2 separate regions of the Sus scrofa genome follow, and region 1 is linked to region 2. The links are chromatin contacts, called in public Hi-C maps. All regions are on one chromosome and are shown on one strand. Each heading gives the region's core, a stretch centred on a gene start, on an enhancer-like site or on the middle of the called end of the contact. The rest is flanking DNA. Distances are from core to core; before and after follow the strand shown. Region 1 has its middle 13 kb from the start of KSR1. Region 2 overlaps NF1 (neurofibromin).

What was found. Hi-C and Micro-C count contacts between places; a contact is called where the count stands out from the background.
Region 1: a contact with region 2 is called in a Hi-C map of embryonic fibroblasts, with 3 times the contacts expected there. The contact joins two enhancer-like sites. A contact is called at or near these places in 1 of 47 Hi-C or Micro-C datasets (embryonic fibroblasts) and 1 of 2 datasets of contacts at active chromatin or transcription factors (alveolar macrophages).

The regions. Positions count from the first base shown.
Region 1 is chr12:43,910,612-43,917,871 of Sscrofa11.1, reverse strand. No RefSeq gene overlaps it. Among named protein-coding and RNA genes, the nearest start is that of KSR1, 13 kb to the left of the region's middle. Within about 2 kb of position 4,406, at least 53 of the 83 cell types and tissues checked have an H3K27ac peak or open chromatin away from gene starts, as enhancers often do. A contact at or near this core is called in embryonic fibroblasts, where this site is marked.
Region 2 is chr12:43,518,106-43,524,975 of Sscrofa11.1, reverse strand. NF1 (neurofibromin) reads left to right here. Exons shown (of 59, transcript XM_021067460.1): 48 at 382-522; 49 at 4,506-4,632. Among named protein-coding and RNA genes, the nearest start is that of EVI2A, 21 kb to the left of the region's middle. Within about 2 kb of position 5,460, at least 3 of the 83 cell types and tissues checked have an H3K27ac peak or open chromatin away from gene starts, as enhancers often do. A contact at or near this core is called in embryonic fibroblasts, where this site is marked.

The sequences.
Region 1 (7,260 bases), core at 3,157-5,656, 390 kb before region 2:
GGAATGTGTCGCTCTGCTTTCACATTATGATGGCTCATTTTTTTTGTTTTTGTTTTGGTTTTTTTTTTTTTGCCTGCACCCGTGACATGTGGAAGATCCCAGGGCTGGGATTGAACTCTGTGCAAGAGAACTTCCACTATGGCTCCTTCTTGAATTCTTGCCTTCGCGAAGCCAAGGGCCCTCCCAGGCACTCCGCCAAGACCTGGGTCGCGACCATCCTCTCAGGCCCCGTTTTCCTGCAACATCTTTACAAAGGAAGAGGAGGAGGGTGACCCTTTTCCTTTGATGATAAAAATGTAGCTCGCTTCTGCGGGCAGAGACCTCTTGCCTGCCTGTCTGTATCCTTCACACACTCCTATATTAATAATCTACTTCTTACCGATCACTTGGCCTCTTGCTGAACTCCTTCTGTGCGGAGACGTAAGGAACCTGAACTTCATTAAGTCCGGGGATGACTTGTGCAGGTTCAGTTGGAAGATTGTGGGCTTGAGTCCTATGTGAGGTTCGACTGGGTTGCAGTTCCATCCGGGGCGTGTGATCAGACTGGGGGTAAGGGCAGCCTCAGAAATGACTTGGGGATTACTACACAAACCAAAGGCCATCCTCCTAGCACGCACCGTTGCATTTCCACCTCAAAATTCCTGGAAGACGTGATGTATTTTTTTGCCACCAGCCTGATGGAAAAGAGGCTGAGAAACGAGGCATGGTTACAGAAAACAGAAAGGTCTCCGCTTCGGCCCTCTAATGTGCCTGGCAACCCGGGGAGACCCGGGCTGTGGGTCTGAAGCCTGGAGCCCAGAAGACGGGCTGCGCATGCTCTCTCCATCTCGGCCACCCCCTGGCTTCGGACCTCTGCGCATGCTCTCTCTGTCCCTCCTGCCACTCTCTTCCGAGCCTCTGGACTTGGTGCTCTCCTCGCCGCCCTCTCCAGGCCCCATCTGTTCCGCGGTTACTTCCCAACCTTGGCTTCCTCTGGAGGGTGGAGCCACGTTTTATGACCTCTGTAATACATTGTGGACTGTTTGCTTCTTCCTCTGGGTTATTTAGGTTCTTGCAGGGGCTGGGGGGAGGGCAGTGACAAAGGAAGGGGCAGGCTGATCTTTGGAGGCTCCCTGTACCCCTCAACCCAGCCCTCAACAGGGAGATGTGGCCTGATCCCAAGACTTGGCAAGGCAGCCACAGATATTTGCAGAGTGACAAAAGGAGAGGAGGAGCCTAAGAAGAAAACGGCTTTCACACATGAAAATGCCTGGAAAAGTTTTCCAGACTCATTATTCTTTTCGGGTAATTTTCAAGGCCAAAAGAGCCTGGGGCTTAAGGCTCCCAGAGGTGACTCAAGTGGTCCAGCGGACATGCAGAAGCTTCTTCCCTGCAGAGTGTGTGTGTGTGTGTCCTAGGATTTAGCCATCCCCTAAATCCAACCACTTCTTTTCTGGAATGTGGAAACGGAGGCCTTAGGGACATGACTTGCCTGAGGTCATGCCATTCTACAGAGATAAAGGAGGAAATGGCCCAGGACTTTGAAACTAAAACAGTCTCGCCTGCACCCCAGCACCGGCCCCTCCAGCTTCGTGGAGGTCACTCTCATGATGGCACAGCCACTCAATGAAGATGGCATCGTTGGCCTGCCCAGCACTGGTCCTCACGTGGGGCTGGGCCCTGGGCTTTGTAGTTTACATAGGTTATGTCATTCCACATACTCTTCGCCATCCTTTTCCAAAAGAGGCTTTTTTTTTTTTTTTTTTTTTTGTCTTTTTGCCATTTCTTGGGCTGCTCCCGCGGCATATGGAGGTTCCCAGGCTAGGGGTCTAATCGGAGCTGTAGCTGCCAGCCTATGCCAGAGCCACAGCAACGCAGGATCCTAGCCGCGTCTGCGACCTACACCACAGCTCACAGCAACGCCGGATCCTTAACCCACTGAGCAAGTCCAGGGATCGAACCTGCAACCTCATGGTTCCTAGCTGGATTTGTTAACCACTGCGCCACGATGGGAACTCCCCCAAAGAGGCATTTTAACCAATATTTCAGAGGAGGAAACTGAAGCCAGGTGTGTTTTATTTCCTACTGCCCCATGATGGTCCAGTTTATATCGTCATAACTGACAATTGGAGCACATGCTATGTGCCCGGTACTTTCTAAACATTTCACAGAGGTTAGCTCATTTTGTCCTCATCGTGGCAGCTATTATGACTAGCCCCATGTTACAAATGAGGTCCCTAAGACACAGGGTTTAAATAATTCGCTCAAGGTTAAGAAAAAAAAAAAAAAAAAAAGCAAATGGAGGAGTCAGAAATCCAACGTGCAATGAGGTAGGGGAAGTGATGTGGGGAAGGGAAGAAAGCCACTGCAGTCTGCACTCATGAACAAGTGACCGCTGTGGGCAAGTGGGTCACCGCCACCCAGGACCCTCTGAGGGGCTGCATAGAACACGCATCAGGAGTCAGAAGAGGGGTAAGGATGCTCCTCAGTGATGGGGGGGCTGTCACACCTGGAATGTTGGCAACTCCTTAGTACCTCTGAGCTGCCCCCATGTGGCTCCACTTTCAGGGAATGTCCTGAAGCACAGATGCAAGAAGCTCCCTTCGCTAAAAAAAAAAAAAAAAAAAAATGTTTAAAAAGAAAAAAATCGGAGTTCCCGTCATGGCACAGTGGTTATTGAATCTGACTAGGAACCATGAGGTTGCAGGTTCAGTCCCTGCCCTTGCTCAGTGGGTTAACCATCTGGCGTTGCCGTGAGCTGTGGTGTAGGTTGCAGACACGGCTCAGATCCTGCATTGCTGTGGCTCTGGCGTAGGCTGGTAGCTACGGCTCTGATTAGAACCCTAGCCTGGGAACCTCCATATGCCACGGGAGCGGCCCAAGAAATAGCAAAAAAAAAAAAAAAAAAGACAAAAAAAAAAATCTACCTTTGTAAGTCTACTATCTGCGGGTGAGTCCAGGGAACACCAAGTAGGCAGTTTCTGCTACCGTGAATTAAGCCCAACACATGGGTGCTCAACAAACACATGCCTTTCCCTACTCTCTACAGGCCCCCCCCTTTTTTTTAACCCACGGAAAATCAATAACATTGATATCATTCCTGGAAATCAATAAAATTGATATCATTAAGTGTATATCAAAATGTGATTTGTGGAGTTCCCGTTGCGGCACAGCGGAAACAAATCCGACTAGTATCCACAAGGATACGGATTCAATCCCTGGCCTCCCTCAGTGGGTTGGGGATCCAGCATTGCCGTGAGCTGCGGGGTAGGTGGCAGATTTGGCTCAGATTCCACGTTGCTGTGGCTGAGGTGTAGATCGGCAGCTGCAGCTCCAATTTGACCCCTAGCCTGGGAACTTCCATATGCCACAGGTGCGGCCCTAAAAAGCAAAAAAGAAAAGAAGAGAAATACGTCCCATCCAGTTTTCATGTGTCGATGTTTTACTCAAGACTGCATTTTTAGCTGGATCTTAAAGAATATGAATATGTTCTAAATTCATGATCAGTGGTCTAATACATTAAAAAAAAAAAGAATTCTGGGAGTTCCCTGGTGGCCTGTTGGGTTAAGTATCTGTCATTGGCACTCCTGTGGCACAAATTCAGTCCCTGGCTGGGAACTTCCGCATGACCTGGGTTTGGGAAAGGAAAGAAAAAGAGAAGAAAGGAAAAAAAGAAAGAGAGAAAAGAAAGAGAAAGGGAAGGAGGAAGAAAGGAAGGAAGGCGGGAAGGAGGGAGGGAGAGAGAGAGAAACAAACAAACAAAAAAATTAGGGAAATCTTTGCCTGATACTCAGATGGAAACAGTTCTGTAAGCAGAAAGCAAAGGGGGAAAGAATAACGCAAACATCAAAAGTTGAGATCACATAGAAAAGTATCAATTTAAAAAAAGTGTATGTGCCCAAAAAATCACCAAAACCCAAATCGAGGTAAATTCTAAGCTTAGAAAAATATTTGCAACACATGGCAGATTCAATGTGTGCAAGAAAATCAGTAAGAGAAAAAAGAAAAAGAAAATGGACAGGAGATGTGAATAATCCACTCACAAAAGGGGAACCACAGATGTTCGCATCTATTTTTAAAATGCAGCAGACACGTGATCTCAGGGATGCGGAAAGCAGGAACCCAAGCCAGGCTTTCACCAGAAAAGGGCGGTGGCCCCCTCCATGCTCCCTGACAGGCCTGCCCAGGGAGCGGGCTTGGGTGTGCCCAAGCTTGCCCTTTACCCAGGCTCTGGGAGACAATTCCATCCTTTGTTGAGGCTTCACCCAGAACTTAGCCAAGCCCTCAGGGAGGTGGTGACCCGCCTCCCTCTTTACCAGGGCAGCCTGGCTCCGGGGATCGGGATCGTAGGGCCAGCTCGGAGGGAGTTGGGCCAGGTCCCCAGGGCCGCGGCCACCGGGGGGCGGTGCTGTCCAAGGGACGTGCCAGCCTCCGGCCAGCGCAGGCACAGCAAAGGCCCCTTTCTTCTCAGGGAGATGAGTCACAGGAGTCAAGGCCCCAGTCAGAAACGCCGCGGATCCAAGACGAAGGCGGAGGAGAGCCGGGGGCCGCAGGGCGGCGCTTGGGAGTCGCCCCGGGCGCCTGCTCTGGCCGCATCTGCTGCTCCTGGGGCGAGGCCGGAGCGCCGGGAAACTGGGTCAGGCCAGTGGCCTAGTTTGCTGTTGAGCATCAGTCAGCCTGTGGCAGGATGTGAATGGGACCGGGCATCTCCATTTCCTTCCTGGCTCACTCATGTGACACATATCTGAGGAGTCCCTAAGTGCCAGGCAGGTCAGGAGACATTCTGACAGGCAGTTTCTAGGGCACTTCTAAAGCCTGGACCACAGGAGTTCAGAATGTGTGATCTCAGGCTCCTGGAGACGCTGGACAGGTCCCCAAATCACCGGTCTCCCCATTACATCTCAAGTTCAGCTGCCCAACATCTCATCCTGGCACTGGATTGCCTTGGGCTCCACCTCTCCGACTGCCTGCCGGGGGATGTTCTCACTCTAACCCCCTGCCCCTACACACACCGCACATCCTACTCATTGGGGCCTGGGTTTGTATCCCAGGCTGCTGCCGCCACTCACCCCCCAAGCCCGACCAAGCCCATCCAGTCTTCTTTCTGCTTCTGGATCTGCCCTGGGATGTCTGCAGACTGCACCTGAAGCATATGCAAGTTCCCAGGCTAGGGCTCAGATCAAACTACAGCTGCCAGCTACCCCACAGCCACAGCAAAACTGGATCTGAGACGCATCTGGGAACTCTGCAGGTTGCAGCAATGCCAGATCCTTAACCCACTGAATGAGGCTTAGGGATTGAACCTGCAACCTCATGGACACTATGTCAGGTTCTTAACCCACTGAGCCACAAAGGAAATTCCAAAAAGCCTTTCTTTCCTTTTATTTTATTTTATTTATTTGCTTTTTATGGCTGCACCCGGGACATATGGAGGTTCCCAGGCTAGGGATCCAACTGGCTATAGCTGCCGCCCTACAGCAACGCAGGATTAGAGCCGCGTCTGCAACCTACACCACAGCTCACCGCAACGTCAGATCCTTAATTCCCTGAGGGAGGCCAGGGATCGAATCGCAACTTCATGGTTCCCAGTTGGATTCGTTTCACTATGACTGGATCTTCCGGAACTCCCCCCAAAGCTTTCTTGATCTCTCCCTTCAATCTTTCAGTCACTGAAAGTCTTCTGTCTCACGGCGCTTGCTCTGCCCATGGGCAGGCACTACTGCTAAGGAGCAAGCCTGGCGATGCGTACCTGCTCTGCAGAAGGGGACCAGAGAGTGTGCTTTGAAGTGGAAGAGGCAGCGGGGTAGGGAGGGCACGGGAAGGACAGCAACACCGCCCCACATGGTTTCCCAGCATCCTCCTGGTTTCCCGGCAGCCTCCGTGCTTTCCCAGCGGCCTCCGTGCGCTCTGGCACTCTGCCCCTCCTGTGGAGGGTCCCGGTTGCTGTGGGGACTCCTGGGGAGTGAAAGCAAACAGCCCCTCACTTTCCCAGTCTGGGCTCTTCTGCCGACTTCACCTTATCTTGATAAGTTGAGTGGAGTAAAATTTAAAAGGTTTGAACCAGATCAGTGGTCTTCAGCTGGGAACATACTTCTGTGCGGCCTGTGGTAACTGAAGAAAAAAATGCACAACTTAAAAGTTGAGACTTATGTTCTTTCGCGGACATTCTGAGGACTCGAGCCGCGGAGGCCGTCTCTCAGAGCACTCGGAGGGCCGGCTCCTGAGAGGTAAGGAGGAAGCCAAGGAATACGGGCGGTTTTGCCACAAAGACCAGGTAGTCGGAACTTCAAAAGATTGCTGTTGGAGTTTCCGTCATGGCTCAGCGGAAAACGAATCTGACTAGTATCCGTGAGGACTCAGGTTCGATCTCTGGCCTTGCTCAGTGGGTTAAGGATCAGCCGTTGCAGAGAGCTGTGGTGTAGGTCGCAGACGCGGCTAGTATCCCGCTTGGCTGTGGCTGTGGCCGTGGCCGTGGCCGTGGCTGTGGCCGGCAGCTACAGCTCCCATTAGACCCCTAGCCTGGAAACCTCCCCATGCCGTGGATGCAGCCCTAAAAAAAAAAAAAAAAAAAAAAAAAAGTTTGCTGTTAATTAAAGAAAGGAGTTTAGAGCTTTACTCTCTTTCCCTTCCTTTTCTTTTTAGCTAAAAAAAAAAAAACAAAGAAAAAAGGAAAATAAACACTTATATTGTGCGATATGCCGGGCCCCATTCTGGTCTTAGTTCTTCTAATTCTCATCACAACCCTCTGAGGATGTAAACTCCTATTATCTACATTTTACAGCCAAACTGAGGCACAGAGAGCCTCGGTTCCTGCCTGAGGTCCCACAGCTAGTTAGAGAGATCAGGGGTATCCACCCTGGCAGTTTGGCTGCAGGCTTTGCTGTCAGCCAGCTGGGTTGCTTCCAGTGATAAACTCAGCAAAAAAGGCCCTGAATAGCGATCATGCCTGTGGCCCATTATAGCAATTATGAGGTCTTTTTCCTTAGCTGTTTAATTTTGCAGGTTTGTTTTTGTCTGCTTTTTATTTTTTAAAATTTAATCTATTTATTTTTTAGGGCCACACCTGGGGCACATGGAAGTTCCCAGGCTAGGGGTCCAATTGGAGCTACAGCTGCCAGCCTCCACCACAGCCACAGCAATGCGGGATCCTTAACCCACTGAGTGAGGCCAGGGATTGAACCTGCATCCTCATGGATCCCAGTCGGGTTCATTAACCATTGACCCACGAAGGGAACTCCTGCTTTTTATTTTTATTTTTATTTTTTGCCATGCCCACAGCAT
Region 2 (6,870 bases), core at 4,211-6,710:
GTGTGCGCAGTGGATTGGAGTAGGGAGAAACTGAAGGTAGAAAGAATCCACAGAATTTAGAGTTGTTGGCACAGAAGAGTGTTGTTAGCAACATGCAGATGCAAAAGAGACTACTTTGGAAGAATCAACAAGACTTGGTGACCAGATTTTAGAATCAAAAAATAGGGAGCCATCAAAGGAGATGCCATGATTCTCAGCCTGACTAACAGTGTCTTTCTTTACACACCTGGATTAGAGGAGGAGCTTACCCATATATGTACTTTTTGCTGAAGAGGAAACATGCATAATTGGGGGGATAAGTGATTTATTTTATATGTGTTATGTTTTGATGAGACTGTTTGTGGTTCATCTCGCTAACCTGGAGTGTGTCTCCCTTGCCAGGACTCCCCTCTGCACAAAGCCCTCTTTTGGGTAGCAGTGGCCGTGCTGCAGCTTGATGAGGTCAACTTGTACTCAGCAGGCACCGCACTTCTAGAACAAAATCTGCACACTTTAGACAGTCTCCGGATATTCAATGACAAGGTGAATGAACTTTTAATGGCTGTCCCTAAATTGCACACATTTAGAACTCCTCCCTCTTGTTGTTGTTTAAAATCAGCTAGGTCCATAACTTAAATATGAATTTCTGTAGTGCAGCTTATTATGAGTATAGTTCCTTACCAGATCATAAAAAGTTTAAATTTTACGTATTTTCTGTATTAAAATAGCAGAAAACAGTATTTGCCCAAGGTTAGTAAACAGAATAAGGGTAAAAATCCTGAGTAGTAATAATAGGTACTGTGCTAGGCCCTGTGCCATCCTAGGTTATACTGTGCACTGTACATTTGTTTGTTGTAATTTCATAATCAAAGGTAAAGATCAGCATTCTCCACCCCCATCTCACTTCGTATATGAATACTCTAAAAATAAGCTTACTTAATGAAAAATAGGTATAATTAGAAGCAGATAAGATATTCAGAGAGTCTAAAGGAAACTTTTGGATACATAATTGTACTAGCTTTTTGTTTCCTTAATCCCCCTTTAAAACATGCCATCACCACCCCTCTTAACATTTATCAGCCTTGATTGAGGTTGGATTTTGGTTCACAGACTATAGTAGAGGGAATACAACAGGAAGAAATTGTATTTTGTCTTTGGAGGAAAAAAAATGAGAGGAGTCTCGGAGAAAAGAGAGGAATTTTAAGATAGATATGTGTATATAACAAGAAATATTCTTGAAGTAAAATTAACAGAGCTTGTGGGTAGAAAGACACAGAACCAGAGCATGGTTTAAAGTGTGAGGAGACCTAGTCTATTTGTTCAGTCTGCTGGATGTAATGTAGACCCAGGGCAGCTGGGGTCCTGGGAATTGTGGAAACAAAATTTTAGAGATAGAAGCTGCCTTGAAGTTTATAAGTCATCTCCATGTTACAAAATAGAAAAGAAGAAGGAAGTCAAGTAATATGTTCATGTTTAGACATCTGATTTGAGACCGAACCCTTCTTTCCTAATGCCCATTGCCCTTTTCTGGGGTGGTCTTAGGACCACGGTGGTCAGACAGATAACTAGCTATTGGCCACTTGTATGAAAATAAGAATACTTGTAAATGAAGTGTTTGTCTAGGAATTTTTTGTTGCCAAAATAGCCCATTAGCTAATACTGACTCCAGTGCCCCAGGAAACTAGGAATTAGTTAATAAAGCTTGTTAGAAGTCTCTAGAATGAAAGATGGATAAGGTCTGAGAATCTAGTGTATATCTAATGATGCTAGTTGACAGCACTGTACTGTGTAATTGAAATTTGCTTAGAGAAGAGAATTTAAGTGTTCTCACCAAAAAGGAGGGAGGAGCTGTAAATATGTGAGGTGATGGGTGCGTTTATTAACTTAATAGGGGTTCCTTTCACAATGTATATGTATAACAAATCATCATGTTGCACACTTTAAATATCTTAACAATTTTGTCAGTTATATCTCAGTGAAGCTGAACAGTCTATATAAATTGAACATATAGTAGGTTAGTACTTTATATAACATGTATACACATAGTATTCTGCAACATGCTTTTTTATTTTAACAATGTAAAAGGGCCATCTTTGTGTGTGTCTACACATACATACATTATGCATGCATACACACACATTTACATGTGTGTGTGTGCTTAATTCTTTATCATGGCTGCAGAATATTTTACATTATGCATGAACCACAATTTATTAAACCTTTTGCCCAATTAATGAACATTTGATTTGTCATCTTTTCTGTTATAAACAGTGCTGCTCTAGGAGTTCCCATTGTAGGGCAGTGGAAATGAAGCCAACTAGTATCCATGAGAATGTGGGTTTGATCCCTGGCCTCGCTTAGTGGGTTGGGGATCTGGCATTGCCGTGAGCTGTGGTGTAGGTTGCAGACGTGACTCAGATCCCGTGTTGCCTTGGCTGTGGCATAGGCTGGCCGCTGTAGCTGCGATTCGACCCCTAGCCTGGAAACTTCCATATGCGGCCCTAAAAGCAAAAAAAAAAAAAAAAGGCTGCTCTAAACATCTGTCTACGTTTATTTTATATACTCATGCTTTTCTTTAAGATAGTTCAGAAAGACCTGAACATGACTCTATAAACACTGAGTTTTTGCTCTAAAAACCCTCTGTGCATAAAGGAATCAGTGAGCTTCTTTTTTAAAGAAAGAATTGCAGATTCCTGGGCCTTACTCACCTCACATGATTCTGAGATGGAATCTAGTACTTTTCACCTTTAAACAAGGATCATCAGTGACTTTAAAGCAGTATACCTGGAATCACACTATAGGAAACACTAAACCTTAATTTAGTGGGCAGATTACATAGCATTTTTTTTTTTTTTTTTTTTTTTGTCTTTTGTCTTTTTGTCTTTTGTTGTTGTTGTTGTTGTTGTTGCTATTTCTTGGGCTGCTCCCGCGGCATATGGAGGTTCCCAGGTTAGGGGTTGAATCGGAGCTGTAGCCACCGGCCTACGCCAGAGGCACAGCAACGCGGGATCCGAGCCGCGTCTGCAACCTACACCACAGCTCACGGCAACGCCGGATCCTTAACCCACTGAGCAAGGTCAGGGACTGAACCCGCAACCTCATGGTTCCTAGTCGGATTCGTTAACCACTGCGCCACGACGGGAACTCCCTACATGGCATTTTTGAGATTCAATTTTCTTGTTTTCTCACACTGGAATGTAAAATCCAGGGAGTTCACACTGTGGTTCAATGGTAACAAACCTGACTTAGTATTCATGAGGACTCGGGCTCGCTATCTGGCCTCACTCAGTGGATAAAGAATCCAGTGTAGGTCGCAGATGTGGTTCAGATCTGGAGTGGCTGTGGTTGTGGCTGTGGCTGTGACCAGCAGCTGCAGTTGTGATTAAACCCGTAGCCTAGGAACTTCCATATGCCATGGGTGTGTCCCTAAAAAGCCAAAAAAAGAAAAAGAATATAAAATCCACTAGGCAAGTAAGTTGTTTTTTTGTTTGTTTGGTTTTTTTTTTTTTTTTTTTTTAAGGGCTGCACCCATGGCATATGGAGGTTCCCAGGCTAGGGGTCAAATTGGAGCTACACCTGCTGGCCTATGCCACAGCCACAGCAATGCCAGATCCGAGCTGCATCTGTGACCTACACCACAGCTCACAGCAATGCCGGATCCTTAACCCACTGAGCAAGGCCGGGGATCGAACCCACAACCTCATGGTTCCTAGTCTAATTCGTTTACGCTGCACCATGACAGGTACTGCCAGGCGAGTAATTTTTGACTGTTTAGTTCACTGACAAATTTGCAGAGCCTAAAACCATGCCTGGAACATCAAAAACTTATAATAAGTATTTGATAAGTAAATGAATGAGTGAATCTGTAAAATGAAGGTAATGCCTACTTCTTAGAATGCTTTAAGGTTTGAATACAATAATGCAGCTAACATTGTATATAGCAGGCACTCTTCCTTCTCTTAAATTTTCAGTCACCGTAGTACACAAAGTGGCAGCTCCAATTCAGTGAACGGTCTTATTTAAAAAACAGTAATTATAACTTTTAAAAAGTTGCCAGGGGAGTTCCCACTGTGGTGCAACAGGATCGGCAGCATCTTAGGAGCACTGAGACTCAGGTTCCATCCCCAGGCCGGCACAGTGGGTTAAGGATCAGGTGTTGCTTCGGTGGAGGCTGTGGCTCTGATCTGATCCCTGGCCTAGGAACTCCATATACCGCAGGGAGGCCAAAAAAGAAAACAAAAGTCACCACAATATAAATTGATAGTATTTATTTTGTATTGTAAATCAGAGCTGTTTTATCTTCCATCGTCTTATTATTTACTTAGTTGACTACCTTATTCTGATTTATTTGTAGTACCTTAAATGTTCTGTGGTTTTCTGTAGTCTTTTGAAAATAATTTCTGTCAACTTGAAAGGATTATTTGCCTTGTCATAGCTATTGAACACAGTAAAAAGCCAATATGTGATCCTTTAAGGAAAGTTCCTGTATGAACCCCATCAACCATCTCATGATTATTTTTTAATAGAGTCCAGAGGAAGTGTTTATGGCAATCCGGAATCCTCTGGAATGGCACTGCAAGCAAATGGATCATTTTGTTGGACTCAATTTCAACTCTAACTTTAACTTCGCACTGGTTGGACACCTCCTAAAAGGTAGAAGCCTTGTGTCAGAATATTATTATAAAATGGTATCAAGAAGCCAGAAGTGGAGTTCCCATCATGGCTCAAAAGGTTAAGAACCTGACTAGTATCCATGAGGATGCGGGTCTGATCCCTGGCCTCGCTCAGTGGGTTAAAGGATCTGGCATTGCTGTGGCTGTGGTAGTTGCCGGCAGCTACAGCTCTGATTCAGCCCATAGCCTGGGAACTTCCATATGCCATAGGCGCAGCCCTTGAAAAAAAAGCCAGAAGTAACTAAAATAATTGCTTGAAATAATTTGGCTCATATATCTTACTTTAAATGCAAACTGTATATCTTATTGAGTTACGTTTTGTCCAATATGTATTTTAATAGAGCTTAATTTCCACTTAGAAATTAGTGGAAATAGAGTTTAGTCAAATATCAGAGTTCCTTCAAAAAGCAAAAGAACTAATTCTTATAAAATGCCTAAGTACTGAACTTTCTAAGAGCTGTTTTATTAGTTCATGCTGTGTAAGTACCTTTTTGATTATCAAAATAACACAGACTGCAAATCAATAAATGTTATTTAAGTAGCTCATGTTAGAAAATATTATGTTAGAGATTTGATTACTGATTTCCTTAACTTGCTACTAATATATTGTTGACCCAATCCTGTTATTACCTACTTCAAAAACCTCACCTTTCTGGCACCCCATCCTCACCCCACACACACATTTCTGTATTGCTTAGAGCGCTGATCTCCAGTTGTTCCTCAGAGCCAGCTCCTTCACTCTCTAAGCTGACTCTACTCCCTACTGCTGATGTCACTGTGTGTTAGCTTTGGTTCATTAATGTAGTGCAGTCATGACCCAAGACTGCAGTTAATAGGATGGGAATATGGGAGTGAGTCAGAAGCAAAAACCATGTAAAGTATGGCTTGAGAAAAGGAGCTGGCATGAATCAGTGGTTTTAAGCAGCAGTGGATTTGGCCAAAATTAGACCCTCAGTGTAGGACTTGAATCTATGCTTTTGTATCAGTTTAAGTGATTGTTAGGCCTGAGGGCTCGCGGAGGTTCCCCCAGTTTTTAATCTGATATATATACATACACCCACCAATGTGAATGTGTACATTTGATTTCACCACCTTATGAAATTTCTGCAAAAAATACTGACAGTTTTAATCTCTAAAGTGAATAGGATTGTTCAAAAGATACTACACTTACTACAGGATACCAAAAAGAGGAATTGGAGCTGGGTTTTGATAGAGCTTATATATACTGTATTTCTAAAAGAATACCAGATATTTTCAACGTACAGTTCCCCTATTTTAAGTGGAGCGAATAAAAGCTATCCAAAGATCAAGCTGACCCTCCAATCAGCCTGATTATTTGGACTCTGAGAGCATATACTCCCTGTAGCATAGGGCTTTTTTCCTTAGTTAAAAAAAAAAATTGAAGTGTATGCAACTAGAGATTCTTATACTAAGCGAAGTAGATCAGAAAGAGAAAGACAGGAGTTCCCTTTGTGGTGCAGAGGAAACGAATCTGACTAGGAACCATGAAGTTGCAGGTTCAATCCCTGGCCTCGCTCAGTGGGTTAAGGATCAGGCATCGCCATGAGCTGTGGTGTAGGTCGCAGATTTGACTCAGATCTGGCATTGTTGTGGCTGTGGTGTGGGCTGGCAGCTGTAGCTCCGATTAGACCCCTAGCTTGGGAACCTCTGTGTGACGTGGGAGCAGCCCTAAAAAGACAAAAAAGAAAGAAAGAAAGAAAAAGGCAAATACTATATGATATAATTTATGTGGGGAATCTAAAATATGGCACAAATGAACCTATTTACAAAACAAAAGCAGACTCACAGAGAACAGAATTGTGATTGCCAAGGAGGAAGAGGGGGAGAGTAGGATGGGCTGGGAGTTCGGGGTTGGTAGATGCAAACTGTTACATTTAGCATGGATAAGCAAGGAGGACCTATGTACAGCACAGGGAACTATACACAATCTCCTGGGATAGACCATGATGGAAAAGAATATTAAAAAAGAATGTGTGTGTGTGTGACTGAGTCACTTTGCTGTACAACAGAAATTGGCACATTGTAAATCAACTATATACTTTAACTTTAAAAACAAAAATAAAAATTTAAGAAGTCAAAGGAAAAGAAATCATAATTTCTCCTGGTTAAAAAATAATTTACAGCAAAAACTGACAGAACATTGTAAATCAACTGTAATTTAAAAAATTAAGGAGTTCCCGTCGTGGCGCAGTGGTTA